Linked DNA regions of Mus musculus: region 2 is linked to region 1. A link is a contact called in public HiChIP or PLAC-seq data. All regions are on one chromosome and are shown on one strand. Each heading gives the region's core, a stretch centred on a gene start, on an enhancer-like site or on the middle of the called end of the contact. The rest is flanking DNA. Distances are from core to core; before and after follow the strand shown.

Region 1 (6,312 bases), core at 2,423-4,922:
AGGCAGCCAACAGATTCAGGGACAGCCCCTGCTCCACTTGTTGGGGGACCTACATGAAGACCAAGCTACACATCTGCTACATAGGTGTAGGGGGCCCTAGGTCCAGCCAATACTCATTCTTTGGGTCATGGTTCTGTCTCTGGGAGCCTCTAAGAGTTTTGTTCTCTTAAAGAAAAGATATACTGGATTATAAGTGTTAACTTTGTAATAGGAAAAGATTTTCCAGTTGCAAAGGCATATTAAAAGAAATAGAGGCTCTGGGTGGCTTTGCTTTGTTTTACATCCTATTTGTGTGTGGGGATGCCTGCAGAGACATGGCAGAAGATGGCATAGGAACCCAGGAACCAGAATTACAGGTGGTCATCAAAACCTGGAAGAGCAGCAACTACTGAGCCAACCTCCCAAATCCCAGGTTTCTTTGATAAATACTACACCATAAACAAGTAGGAAGTTATTTTCAGTTAAAGATGTCATTCTTAAGCTGGGCATGTCAGTGCATGCCTTTAATTCCAGTACTCGGGAGGCAGGTCTCTGTTAGTTGGAGACATCCTGGTCTACAAAGAGAGTTACAGGACAGGGCTACACAGAGAAACCCTGTCTCAAAAAAGCAAAACATGGGCTGGTGAGATGGCTCAGTGGGTAAGAGCACCCGACTGCTCGTCCGAAGTTCAAATCCCAGCAACCACATGGTGGCTCACAACCATCTGTAATGAGATCTGACTCCCTCTTCTGGAGGGTCTGAAGACAGCTACAGTGTACTTACATGTAATAAATAAATAAATAAATCTTAAAAAAAAAAAAAAAGCAAAACATGAGCCAGGCGGTAGTGGCACACACCTTTAATCCCAGCACTTGGGAGGCAGAGGCAGGTGGATTTCTGAGTTGGAGGCCAGCCTGGTCTACAGAGTGAGTTACAGGATAGCCAGGGCTATACAGAGAAACCCTGTCTCGAAAACCAAAAAAAAAAAAAAAAAAAAAAAAAAAAAAAAAAAAAATCAGATGTCATTCTAAGGGCTGGGGAGGTACGAAGGCCTTCATTTGATCCTCAGCACCCACATTAAATAATAATAATAACAATAATAATCAGGCCATGGTGGTACACATCCTTGATCCTAGCACTTGGGAGGAAGGGGCAGGTGTATCGTTATCTCTCTGAGTTCTAGGCCAGCCTGATCTACATAGCAAGTTTTAGGACAGCCAGGACTACATAGAGAAACATTGTCTCAAAGTAAATAAATGAAACAAAATTAAAAAAAAAAAAAAAAAAAAAAGGCCAGGTACAGCTGTATGTCTGAGGAATGCCACTGCTAAGTGGTGAAGGCAGGTGGATCCCTGGCCAGCTGGTGTAACACAACTCCAGGGTCAGTAAAAGCCATTGTCTCAGAAAGTATGATGGAGAGAGTGATTGAGGAAGACTCCCTAGGCCTGCATACATATGTACCTACATACACAGGTATACACACACACACACACACACACACAGAGAGAGAGAGAGAGAGAAAGGCATGCACGCACGCAGAGGCTGCCAGGTAGCTTGACAGAGTCATTTAACTCCAGAGGCTGAGTCAGTCCCAATACAGACTCAGATTAAGGTCTGTCTTCCTAAGTCTGAGAGTTCAAAGCTAACCTGGCCAACTTCATGAGTTTCTGATTCAAAAAACAAAAAACAAAAACAGAAAAGGCAGAGCAGAGGCAGACAGGAGGGTCAGGAGTTCAAAGTCAGCCTGGGCTACTTGGAGAACTGCCTCACAAACAAACAAACGAACACCTAAGTTTCAAAGTTCAATAGTTTAGGAAAGGGGGCTAGAGAGATGGCTCAGTGGTTATGAGCACTGACTGCTCTTCCAGAAGTCCTGAGTTCAAATCCCAGCAACCACGTGGTGGCCCACAACCATCTGCAATATGAATCTGGTGCCCTCTTCTGGGGTGTCTGAAGACAGCTACGGTGTACTCATATAAAATAAATAAATAAATCTTTTAAAGATATATAGTTTAGGAAAGATAAGGAGAACATCTACAGTGTCATGAAAAATGTCCGGGCGTGGTGGCACACGCCTTTAATCCCAGCACTCGGGAGGCAGAGGCAGGCAGATTTCTGAGTTGGAGGCCAGCCTGGTATACAGAGTGAGTTCCAGGATAACCAGGGCTACACAGAGAAACCCTGTCTCGAAAAAAACCAAAAAAAAAAAAAGAAAAGAAAAGAAAAGAAAAAGAAAGAAAGAAAGAAAAATGATTAAGGAGGGGCCAGTGAGATGGTATGGGGAGGGGCAGTTGCCACAAAGGCTGGTGACATCAGTTCAACCCCTGGGACCCCCAGGGTAGAAGGAGAATCAAGTCCCACAAGCTGTCCTCTGACCGCCACGTTTGGGCTGTAGTGCACACATCTACATATACTCAATCAATAAATAAAATGTAATACATTTCTTAAAGTGACCAAGACCATCAAAACACTGGGTTAATCTCATGGTGGTGCCCAGATGGGAAAGATCATCCACTACACTGGTTCTCTGTAAAGTTATTTTTGGTGCTACTTCACAACTGTAATTTTGCTACTCTTATGAATACTAATATAAAATCCGATATGCGACCTCTGAATGAGTCGTTAGACTCAAAGGTTGAGAAAGGCTGCTTGCTCTTCTACATAGTGAATCAACAATCAAACAAAACCAAAAAAAAAAAAAAAAAAAGGAAAAACTAATCCAGGGTGATAGACTTGGAGAGATGGTTCAATGGTTAAGAGCACTTGTTCTTCTTGCCAGAAGACCTGAGTTCTCTCCCCAGCACTCAAGACTGGCGATTTACAACCTCTTGTAACCCTAGCTCATGGAGATCCAATGCCCTCTTCTGGGCTCTGCAAGTACCCACACACGCGGCATACACATAGAAACAAGTAAAAGAAAAAAAATCCTTTCTTAAGAAGGCACTCTATTTGTTTTTTGTTTGTTTGTTTGTTTTTCGAGACAGGGTTTCTCTGTATAGCCCTGGCTGTCCTGGAACTCACTACTTGTAGACCCGGCTGGCCTCGAACTCAGAAATCAGCCTGCCTCTGCCTCCCAAGTGCTGGGATTAAATGCGTGTGCCACCACTGCCCGGCTGAGGGCACTGTATTTGTATCTCTTTAAAATGCCTTCCCGCTTCATTTATTAAAGCTATACGAGGTAGAAATCTTCAAGTACTTAAGACTTTAATTTGTATTCTTGCCCATCTCCTCGAGGAACAACTGTCTTAGAAGTCAAAAATAGCAGACTTTACCGCTCCCAACCTTGGAGCCTGGTGTGCATTGGCGAAGCAGTAATGAATCTCATTAGCTCTGGAGCTAGAGAACCAAACCGGAAGGAAAAACCAGGCGGGAAAGAAGGAAACCTAGCGGCGGGTGGACCAGGAGAGCTTGCCAGGGCAATCGTCTAAGCATGAAACCACGCCCCCCACAAACACCTTCCCCCGCCTCTTCTCTTTTGGCCCCGCCTCCGACCTCCAGGAGGTCCGAGGCCACGCCTAATGGGCGTGGTCTTACTGCCGGAGGTCCGAAATCCCGCCAACAATGACTCCTCCCCTTCTGCCGCGGCGCAACCTGGCCCTTTTATTTAAAGATTACGTTTACGTCAGTCCGCCTTACGTAGCTTTGCGTCATCAGTACAAGGCGGGGAGGCGGGACTTCCTGTCCTGGATGTTAACAGCTTCCGAGAAAAGCCGGAAGAGATCGGACCCTGGACAGAATCCTGAGTTGCCAGCCCCTCCCCTGACCCCTACGGAAAGAGAACTACAAAGACTGTCCTGGCGAAGTCAAAACATTTATCCTGGCTTTGTCAGGTGAGGCTTTCCTTCCCCATCGAGGCACAGTAACCATCCAAACCCCCTTTAATCTCCCATGACTCCTCGCGTCCTCAAGCTCCGCCCCCTCTCCTCTGCCCCGCCCCGAAGTTTGAGGGGTGTGGATGGTTTGTGACCCCCCTACCTCCCGACCCTCGCTTCTTCACCTGACCCTAAACCATCACTGTCCCGGAGAGTCGGGCTTGGGCACTGCGACCGAAACCCGGAAGCTCCTCGGCTCGGGGGTGGGGTGGGGGGTGCTGATGGACTCCACTGCCAAGGGAATAGGACCTTTCAGACGCAGAACCTTCACCCCAGAAAAAAGCACGGTCGGGGACGACTCCCCACAGTGCGGTCAGGATCGTCCACAGGCTGAGGAGAAAGCCGAGGCCTTGGTCAGACAGATGCAGGTCCCCTATCTGGCCCCTGCCCGCGGCAGTTCCTTGTGTCCTCCGCTTCCATCTGTCTTTGCCACAGTTTCCTTTTGTGTACATCACGGTTCCTGACACTAACCTGACCAACAGGGGTTAGTTATGGGAGTGAGACGTAATTGCTATCATTTGTTTATTGAACAGTGTTAATTATTTTTGCTTCGATGATTTCACGTCTTCTTCAAAACAACCTTATGAGGTAGGTAACCATTTTAAACCCCACTTTACTGTTGAGAAAGCTGAGGCTTTGAGAACGTTGCTGGACATTGCATAGCTAGAAGAGGGGCTAGACAGTGACCCAGAATCGCTTCCCTGACTCCAGGGCCAATCTGTGTAAATAAGGCTGTGGAAACGCTTCTGAGAGTGTTGGTGTGTTCTACAAATATTCCTTGAGCAGCTACTGTGACATTGCATTAAGAGCTTCAAACAAAGAGAACTACCCTCGGTTCTTATCTTCCAGGAGTCAATGAAGAAATGGACAGGTTATGAGTGTAATGATGTTTTGTGGGTGCTGTGAGAGTAGTCTGATGATGATAATCACCAGATGGATTTGCCCAGAGACAGCTGTGAACGTAGATTCTCCAAGGAAAAGAGACGGTACTCCGAGGAATATGCAGAGAGCCTCCAATGCTTTCTCAGAAGCCGCAGAGAGGGAAAACCTTCATAGCACAAGACAGATTGAAAGAAGGATAGTGGGAACCGTTGGGAAGTATTTCCAAATAATTTCTACTTGGGCAATGGTTTTCTTGAAGCTGTCTCGTGTAGCCTTAGGCAGCCTTGAACTTGCTAAGTAGTGGAGACTTGTCTTGAACCTTGTATCCTTAGTTCCTTTATTTCCCAAGTTCTGGGATAACCAGGGCATGTAGAACAGCGGTTTTGCAGTTATAAAGCCAAGCCTATGGAGACTAAAGCGTGTAGTGTTTCTGGTGACTGTCCTATGTGGCTCCCCAGAATTTGCCAGAACAGTTTAATAGACAAACATGTCTGCTGATAGTCCCAGTACATTTGTCCATTTGAAGTGATCTGATCCTATCCTTGATAGATCAGAGTATATTTATGTATTTGGCTCTTGACATCTGGGCATGAATGGGTGTGTGGGCATGAATGGGTGTGTGGCCATGAATGAGATGTAATCCAAAGGAAATCTGGCAAGGGTGGCCGCACAATGCCCATTAAAGAGTCTTTCTAATCTGAAGCTACCACTGAGGCTGCTGGGTGCATGCAGATGTGCTTGGTCATGTGTTAGGAATCCTAGAGAAACTCCAAGCTTAAAGAAGCAAAATGTAAGCCGGGCAGTGGTGGCCTTTAGGCCCAATACTCCGATAGGGGCAAGTGATTTTGAAGCCAGCCTGGTCTATAGAGCGGTAGTTCCAAGACAGCTAGGGCTACACAGAGAAACCCTGTCTTGAAGAGAAGCAGCAAATGTTCCTTCTCCATTATTCTCCAAATACAAAAACAAACAAGTGAGCAATCAGCAGCTGGTAACAAGGTTATGAGGCTTTTCTGGTGACCCATGCTTCTTATGAGCACAGAATCTGAAAGCTAGAGTTTCACGGTAAAGGCAGAGGGGCCAAGGGTAAGTCAGTCCTTAGCTTGAGATTGAGGGTCTACTACTGTTAGGAAATTGGCTGGCTGCCCTTCCTACACAACACCAAGCCCCCATCCTTTTTTCCTTTTTTTTTTTTTTCTTTTTTTTTTAACCCCAGCCTGCCTCAGAACCTAAACAAAGTAGAAACCTGACTATAAGCCCTCAGGCCCTCCTAATGCTATCCCCCTTTGTTCCTGCAGCGTGGACCCAGTCAGCAGCCAGGCCATGGAGCTCTCTGATGTCACCCTCATTGAGGGTGTGGGTAACGAGGTGATGGTGGTAGCAGGCGTGGTGGCGCTGACTCTAGCCCTGGTCCTAGCCTGGCTCTCCACCTATGTAGCAGACAGTGGTAACAACCAGCTGCTGGGCACCATTGTGTCAGCAGGTGACACGTCTGTTCTCCACCTGGGCCATGTGGACCAGCTGGTAAACCAAGGCACTCCAGAGCCAACCGAACACCCCCATCCATCAGGGGGCAATGAT
Region 2 (6,312 bases), core at 2,161-4,660, 640 kb after region 1:
AGAATATAAGGCAGTGCTAGGCATGGGTGCCCCAAGGACGCCTGGGTCCTGGTCTGCATTCTGCCTCTGACTCATGGGGAGGTCTCTCCCTGAGCCACACAAGCCCATCAGTGTCATATCAGCTTCTCGCTTTGAGAGCCAGCGAGAGCAGCTACCAACCTGCTCCCACCCCAGGGGGATGGGGAGATTAATGAGAGAACGTTTGTCAAGTTTGCTTTGATCCTCGCTCGGAAAGAGCATTTCAGCCCAAAGTACAAGGGAGATGATTCTTTAATAAGATCTTCAGGGTTCGCAGGCAGCCACGCTCGAGTCCTGTTTCTAACCCTGGGCAGCTCATTAAAACCCAGAGGCTAGTACGCTGCTGAGCTGGGGCCAGGAAGCCAGGATCCAGATGTTTTAGGGGTGGTTTCTCTTGTCCACCCTTGTAGGGATGAGATCAACCTCTGAAGGCCCTGGAGGAGAATTTCTGAGGACTTGTGGGGATTCCCCCCTCTGCAGGCAATGAGAGCTAAGACAGAGGGGAAGGAAGGCGTTCATCTCTCCCGTGGTACTGCTACAGGGGCAGCGAAAGCCCCTTCACTAATTTTTAGCATTCCTCCCACACTTGTGTCTTGTCTCACACACTCACCCCAAGTATTTGGGGGCCTTTCTCGGCACGCAGCAGATGCTGACCGTACTTGTCCAATGAATGAATAAGGGCCAGAGAAGAACAGAGGCTTGACCCTAAAGCCTCTATAAATATCATAGCTAACATTTACAGAGTGCTTCACCGAGTGTATCTGCATGGTAAACACGCTATGCTAAATGCTTTCTTTTCTTTACAAATGGCTTCTTTTAGCTTTCCCAACAATCCCATTCTGTGAGAATTGGTGCACAAAGTCATGGAACAAAGATACCCCATCAAATAGATAGTAGGCAAGGCTAGAATCTAAGCTCGCACCGAGACACTACTCCATCCTTGCACTAGTTCTACCTGCAGGTCAATCTAGTAGGGTTTTTTTTGCCCAGCTTCTGGGCTTTGTACATCCCTCACCTTGGCATCCATAGAGCAGTGTGTTACAATAACTGCACCCTCCTGCACACAGCTTGCTTTTGAAGTAGAATATCTTACATAGGCTATGCTTTTTCTATCCAGTGCTGGGTGCTGCACATGTCCTAATGCTGAGCTATAATATAGTTGATGCCTTTCTTTTGTTTTTCCTTTTCTTTGATCTGGATATACAGCTCAGCTTGGCCTTGAGATCCTGGTGCCTCTGCTCTCTAAGTGCTGGGACTATACGCACACGCCACCACTATGTCTGCCTTGCTTATTCCCTCTTATAAGTTGTGATTTATTTTTCTTGTCTTACTGGCTAGGAATCCTAGAACAGGATCGGCTGGAAGCAGCGATAGTGAGTGTTCTCGCATCTTTACTCATTTACAGGGGAATGTTCTTTGTCATTTCATATTTTGTTAGCTTAATGGCATTTGTCTCCATCCCCAGGTTACCCTGACCCACACTCGCAGACACTGAGCCCTGGCAGTGCAGAGGACTGAACTTAGGACCTTGAACATGCTACTTTCTGGTTCCTGAGGTTTTAGATGAGGTTTTTACAAGCACACCTATAAAAAGGGTAGACTTGTAATTTTAATCGCGTTCAAAATAAAATCTAGACTCTTAAGATGGAAAGAAAAGGTTTGCTTTTCTAATTGACTGTAAATATCTGGGAATTGAGTGTTTGTTTGTTTGTTTTCATTTGTGTGAAGGTAAATTTTAAGCTAATTTAATCACCTCATTGACCTCACACCAACTAAAAATTTCTATAGCTTCTATTTTGGGAGGACCGTGGTGAGGGTGCTGAGAACTAAACTCAGGCCTCAGTGCATACCAGGGAAGCATTTGCCACTAGCTCACACCCCTAACCCCATGCCAGCTCTCTTTTAACTATAATTATGATCTATTTAACTGACTTCAGTGTATTTTTGTTTTAAATTCCCAAGTGTGAATTCAATTTTTCATTTGTATTTGTGTGTGTGTGTGTGTGTGTGTGTGTGTGTGTGTGGTGTTTTGAAAGAGTCTCAATACAACTGGCCTTAAACTCAGAGACTCTTCTCCTCTGCCTCTCTCTCAGGGGCTGGGATTATTTTACTATGCCTAGTTTGTATTTATAACTTAACTGTTTGTGGAGAGAGAATATAGTTTATACAATATTATGATAATTTCAGTTGCTGTGTCACTAGATAAGAGAAAAGCTTTGCAAATGTCTCTAATAATATGATGCTTCTATACTTTTTTTTAAAAAAAAGGTATTAGGGCTAGGTTTGATCTCTAGACCATGAGAGAAAAAAAGGTACAAATGGAGCGAAATTAGATAAAAACAAAGTAATGGAGAATGAGATGCCTTAAAATCCTGACTGGCAGAGGGCATGGTTCCATAATGAAATAGGCATGGAAGAAATAGGATAGGGACATTGAAGGAAGCGCTGTTAACAACAAAAAGCTCATCCACAAAAGTAAAATTATATATGTCCTCCCAAGTCAAGCTTAACTACACTCTGTGCCTCCGTTTCTCAACATGCAAATTGTAATATTTTTTAATTATCTGTCTCACCAGGTTTGTGTTAAGCTTGAATGGCATTCGGTTTTTAAGTGCCCAACAAATATTAGACACCGCTGGTAAAGTTATATGATACATCATTTCCCTATGATGCACTGAACCACCAAAACCAACACAAACCAGTATTTTAAGTTCTTTGGCACAAAACAGGCTCTACCTTGTACTTGTCACAGTAGCTCAAATGTCCAAGGCTAAAAGACTCGATCATCCTGGTACTAATAGAGGCCTGGTTTTCTTTCATGCTCGCCAGTGTTTAGGAGTGTCCCAGTAACCAAGCTGCCTCCCTCGGTACACACACAGCCGCGTAATCAGCTCTGACAAGAGGAGCGGAGTGGTTCTCCCATTCTCTCCTGCCGGGCGTCCCAGATCTCCAATTCTGACCTGTAGAAAGACCCAATTCCACCTCCCACACGAGGAGGGGTAGCTGCTACGGAGCCGGGTGCACCTTTCAAAGGACCGGGTATACATGAGAGGACTTAATATGGGCCCCGGACCGTGGGACGCAGAGATCACGATCGGCTGCATTCTCGGTGTAAAGGAAGTGCCCTCCTACTCGTCCCTGACCTGCCCAAACAAGTGCTGATTCGGGTTCCAGACAACTGCAGCGAGCCCGCGCAAACGACAGCTCTGCACCGAGCCCGCGGGGCCGCCCCACCGTCGACCAAAGCCTACCTCTCGTCGGTTCCCGGTGCTGGTGTCGGGGGTCGCTTACGCGTCCCTCCGCCTCGGACAGGAGCCCTCGGATTCAGGAGAGAGCTCCCCCACACCCGATTCCACCGAACCAACCTTCTTCCGGCGCGGCGCGTTCAAACTAGCCGGTCCGCTCATCCGCGCTTCTCATTGGTCACCGCCCGGCTCGCTGATTGGCTGTTTCCTAAGTAACAAAGACAGCCGGGGGTGCGCTTGCGCACTAGTTCTCTTGCGCGCCTTGGGTTTCTTTGGCCAAATCAAACCGGACGGAGCGGAATTGCCACCAGAATCGAGTCTCTAGCAGTGTAACCAGGGGGCCTGCCCCGTCTCTGTGGTCTGTGGGCTGAGTTCAGCAGCGGTTACAGCGACCACACATTCGACAGAATTTAAAACCTGCTTTTGTGGCTTAAATAGGCACCCTCCAATTCAGAGTGGCTCGTGCCTTTAATCCCATCACGCAGAAGGCAAAGGCTGGCGGATCTATTTGAGTTCGAAACCAGCCACCCTCCAGGTAGAGCGTTCCAGGCCAGCCTGAGCTACATGAGAACTTTACTCGATCTCTCTCTCAAGTAAACTGTCCTCATGGTGGCGTTGTGAGCAAGTCTGGGGCATGTAAAGGTTACTGTAGGGTTTCTTTCACCACAACTGTGAACAAGCTAGTAGAGTCATTTAATACTGGATAACTTGACTCAAATTATTTATTCACCACACTTAGTTTAGTGAGGACAAAAACAACAAAATTACATGAAGTTAGGGTTAGTACAAAGATACAAGAACACTGAATACTCTTGCCTTCTCCGTCTCCAAAAGGAACAGTTGTTTAATGATAGCTTCCTGGTAAAGAAGTTCCCTCCTCGCTTACTGTAAATCTGGTTTTTTTGTTTTTGTTTTTGTTTTGTTTTGTTTTTTTGCGCCCTAAACGTCCCCACACACACACACACCCCAAGCTGAGAACCAAACCCAAGGCCTTTTCTTTTGAGTGAGTGAAGTTTGCTTGGTCTTTCATTTTATTTATTTATTTTTTAATGTATATGAGTACACTGTTGCTCTCTTCAGACACACCATAAGAGAGCATTACAGATGGTCGTGAGCTACTATGTGGTTGCTGGGAATTGAACTCAGGACCTCTGGAAGAGCAGTCAGTGCTCTTAACCGCTGAGCCATCTCTCTAGCCCCCAAGGCCTTTTCTTTACCACTGAGCTAAATCCCCATAAGTAAAAATTAAAAAAAAAAAAAAAAACGTAATGTGAATAACGCACCTTGTAGATGTTCAATAAAATGGCACTAGGTGTTCTCAGATTCATTCAACGATTGTTATGACAGGTTCAGAGGTTACAGTGATATGTGATATACAGAGCTCCCAGTCTATAGGAAAAACTTAGATATTTATCACAGGTGGGGATTGTGATACATGCCAAGGCAGGAGAGGGAAAATGTTACAAGTTCAAAGCCAGCTTCATGTACATGGTAAATACTAGATCAGCCTGAACTATAGGGAGTTCCTGAAAAGGGACAGAGGTGGGGGAGAAGAGAATTAATAACTAATAATAACATAAGATGATACAGGGTATAGTTAAAACATGCTGGGTATAGTGAGTTGAATATATTTGGTCCAGGGAGTGGCACTATTTGAAGGTGTGGCCTTGGAGTAAATGTGTCACTGTGGGCCTGGGTTTAAGACCCATGTCCTAGCTTCCTGGAAGTCAGTATTCTCCTAGCCACCTTCAGATGAAAAGGTAGAACTCTCAGCTCCTCCTGAGGCGTGCCTGCCTAGATGCTGTCATGCTCCCACCTTGAGGATAATGGACTGAACCTCTGAACCTGTAAGCCAGCCCCAAGTAAATATTGTCCTTATAAGAGTTGCCTTGGAGCCGGGCGTGGCGGCACATGCCTTTAATCCCAGCACTTGGGAGGCAGAGGCGGATTCCTGAGTTCGAGGCCAGCCTGGTCTACAGAGTGAGTTCCAGGACAGCCAGAGAAACCCTGTCTCGAAAAACCACAAAAAAAGGGGGGTTGGTGAGATGGCTCAGAGGTTAAGAGCACCGACTGCTCTTCTGAAGGTCCTGAGTTCAAATCTCAGCAACCACATGGTGGCTCACAACCATCTGTTATGAAATCTGATGCCCTCTTCTGGAGTGTCTGAAGACAGCTACAGTGTACTCACATATAATAAATAAATTAAAAAAAAAAAGAGTTGCCTTGGTCATGGGGTCTGTTCACAGCAGTAAAACCCTAAGACAGAAGTTGGTATGAGGAACCATACTCGGTACTGCTGAGATAGGCCTGACCATGCTTTTGTTTGTAAGAATGTGGACTTTGGATTTGGACATCAGTGGAATGCTTAAAGTGGTGCTTAATGGGCTATCCTAGTAGGAATATGGGAGACTTTGTTGCTGAGAGTGATTTGAACTGTGTAGACCTGGCCTAAGAGGTTTCAGTGGAGAAGAATTTCAGTGTGTGGCCTAGAGACTATTTCTGTGATATTTTGGTGAAGAATGTGGCCGCTTTTGCCCTTGTCTGAAGAGTCTATGGTGAGGCTAAGGTAAAGAGATTTATATTAATTGCATTGACAAAGTAAGTCTCAAAAAGCCCAGTGGGGACTTTGTTCTTTGGTTAAGTCTCATGAAGAACATTTTGAACAAGCATAGCAAGCTTAGAAAGGAAAGGTATAAAATATGTGGTATTAAAGGGGCACCAGGAAGTGAAATGAAGCTGAATCCTGTGTTCAAGGATATTAAATCGAATTAAGGGAGTGGTGAACTTGGCTTGAAATCCCACCCAGCTAAATTCGGTTTCAGGCATGGTAGTACAAGCCAGGAGGGGCAAAGACAAGCAGATTTCTAAGTTTAAAGCCACCCTGGTACAGAGCAAGTTCCAAATAGAAAAAAACTTAAAATTCAGGCATGGTGAACCACACCTTTAATCCCATGCTTAGGAAACAAGCATGCAAATCTCTGAGTTCAAAGTCAGTCTACAGAGCAAGTTCCAGGATAACCAAGCTTAGGAAGAGAATAAATTTGTTGAA

Evidence for each region. HiChIP or PLAC-seq counts read pairs in DNA pulled down with a chosen protein or histone mark.
Region 2: an HNF4G HiChIP or PLAC-seq map of pancreatic cancer cells shows a contact between it and region 1. The contact joins the promoter of Kif18b here to the promoter of Tmub2 in region 1. A contact is called at or near these places in 2 of 115 datasets of contacts at active chromatin or transcription factors (memory CD8 T cells and pancreatic cancer cells).

What each region holds. Positions count from the first base shown.
Region 1 is chr11:102,281,279-102,287,590 of GRCm38.p6, forward strand. Tmub2 (transmembrane and ubiquitin-like domain containing 2) reads left to right here and starts at 3,673. Exons shown (of 4, transcript NM_028076.4): 1 at 3,673-3,810; 2 at 4,386-4,440; 3 at 6,030-6,312. The coding sequence starts at 4,406.
Region 2 is chr11:102,921,714-102,928,025 of GRCm38.p6, forward strand. Kif18b (kinesin family member 18B) reads right to left here and starts at 3,411. Exons shown (of 16, transcript NM_197959.2): 1 at 3,270-3,411.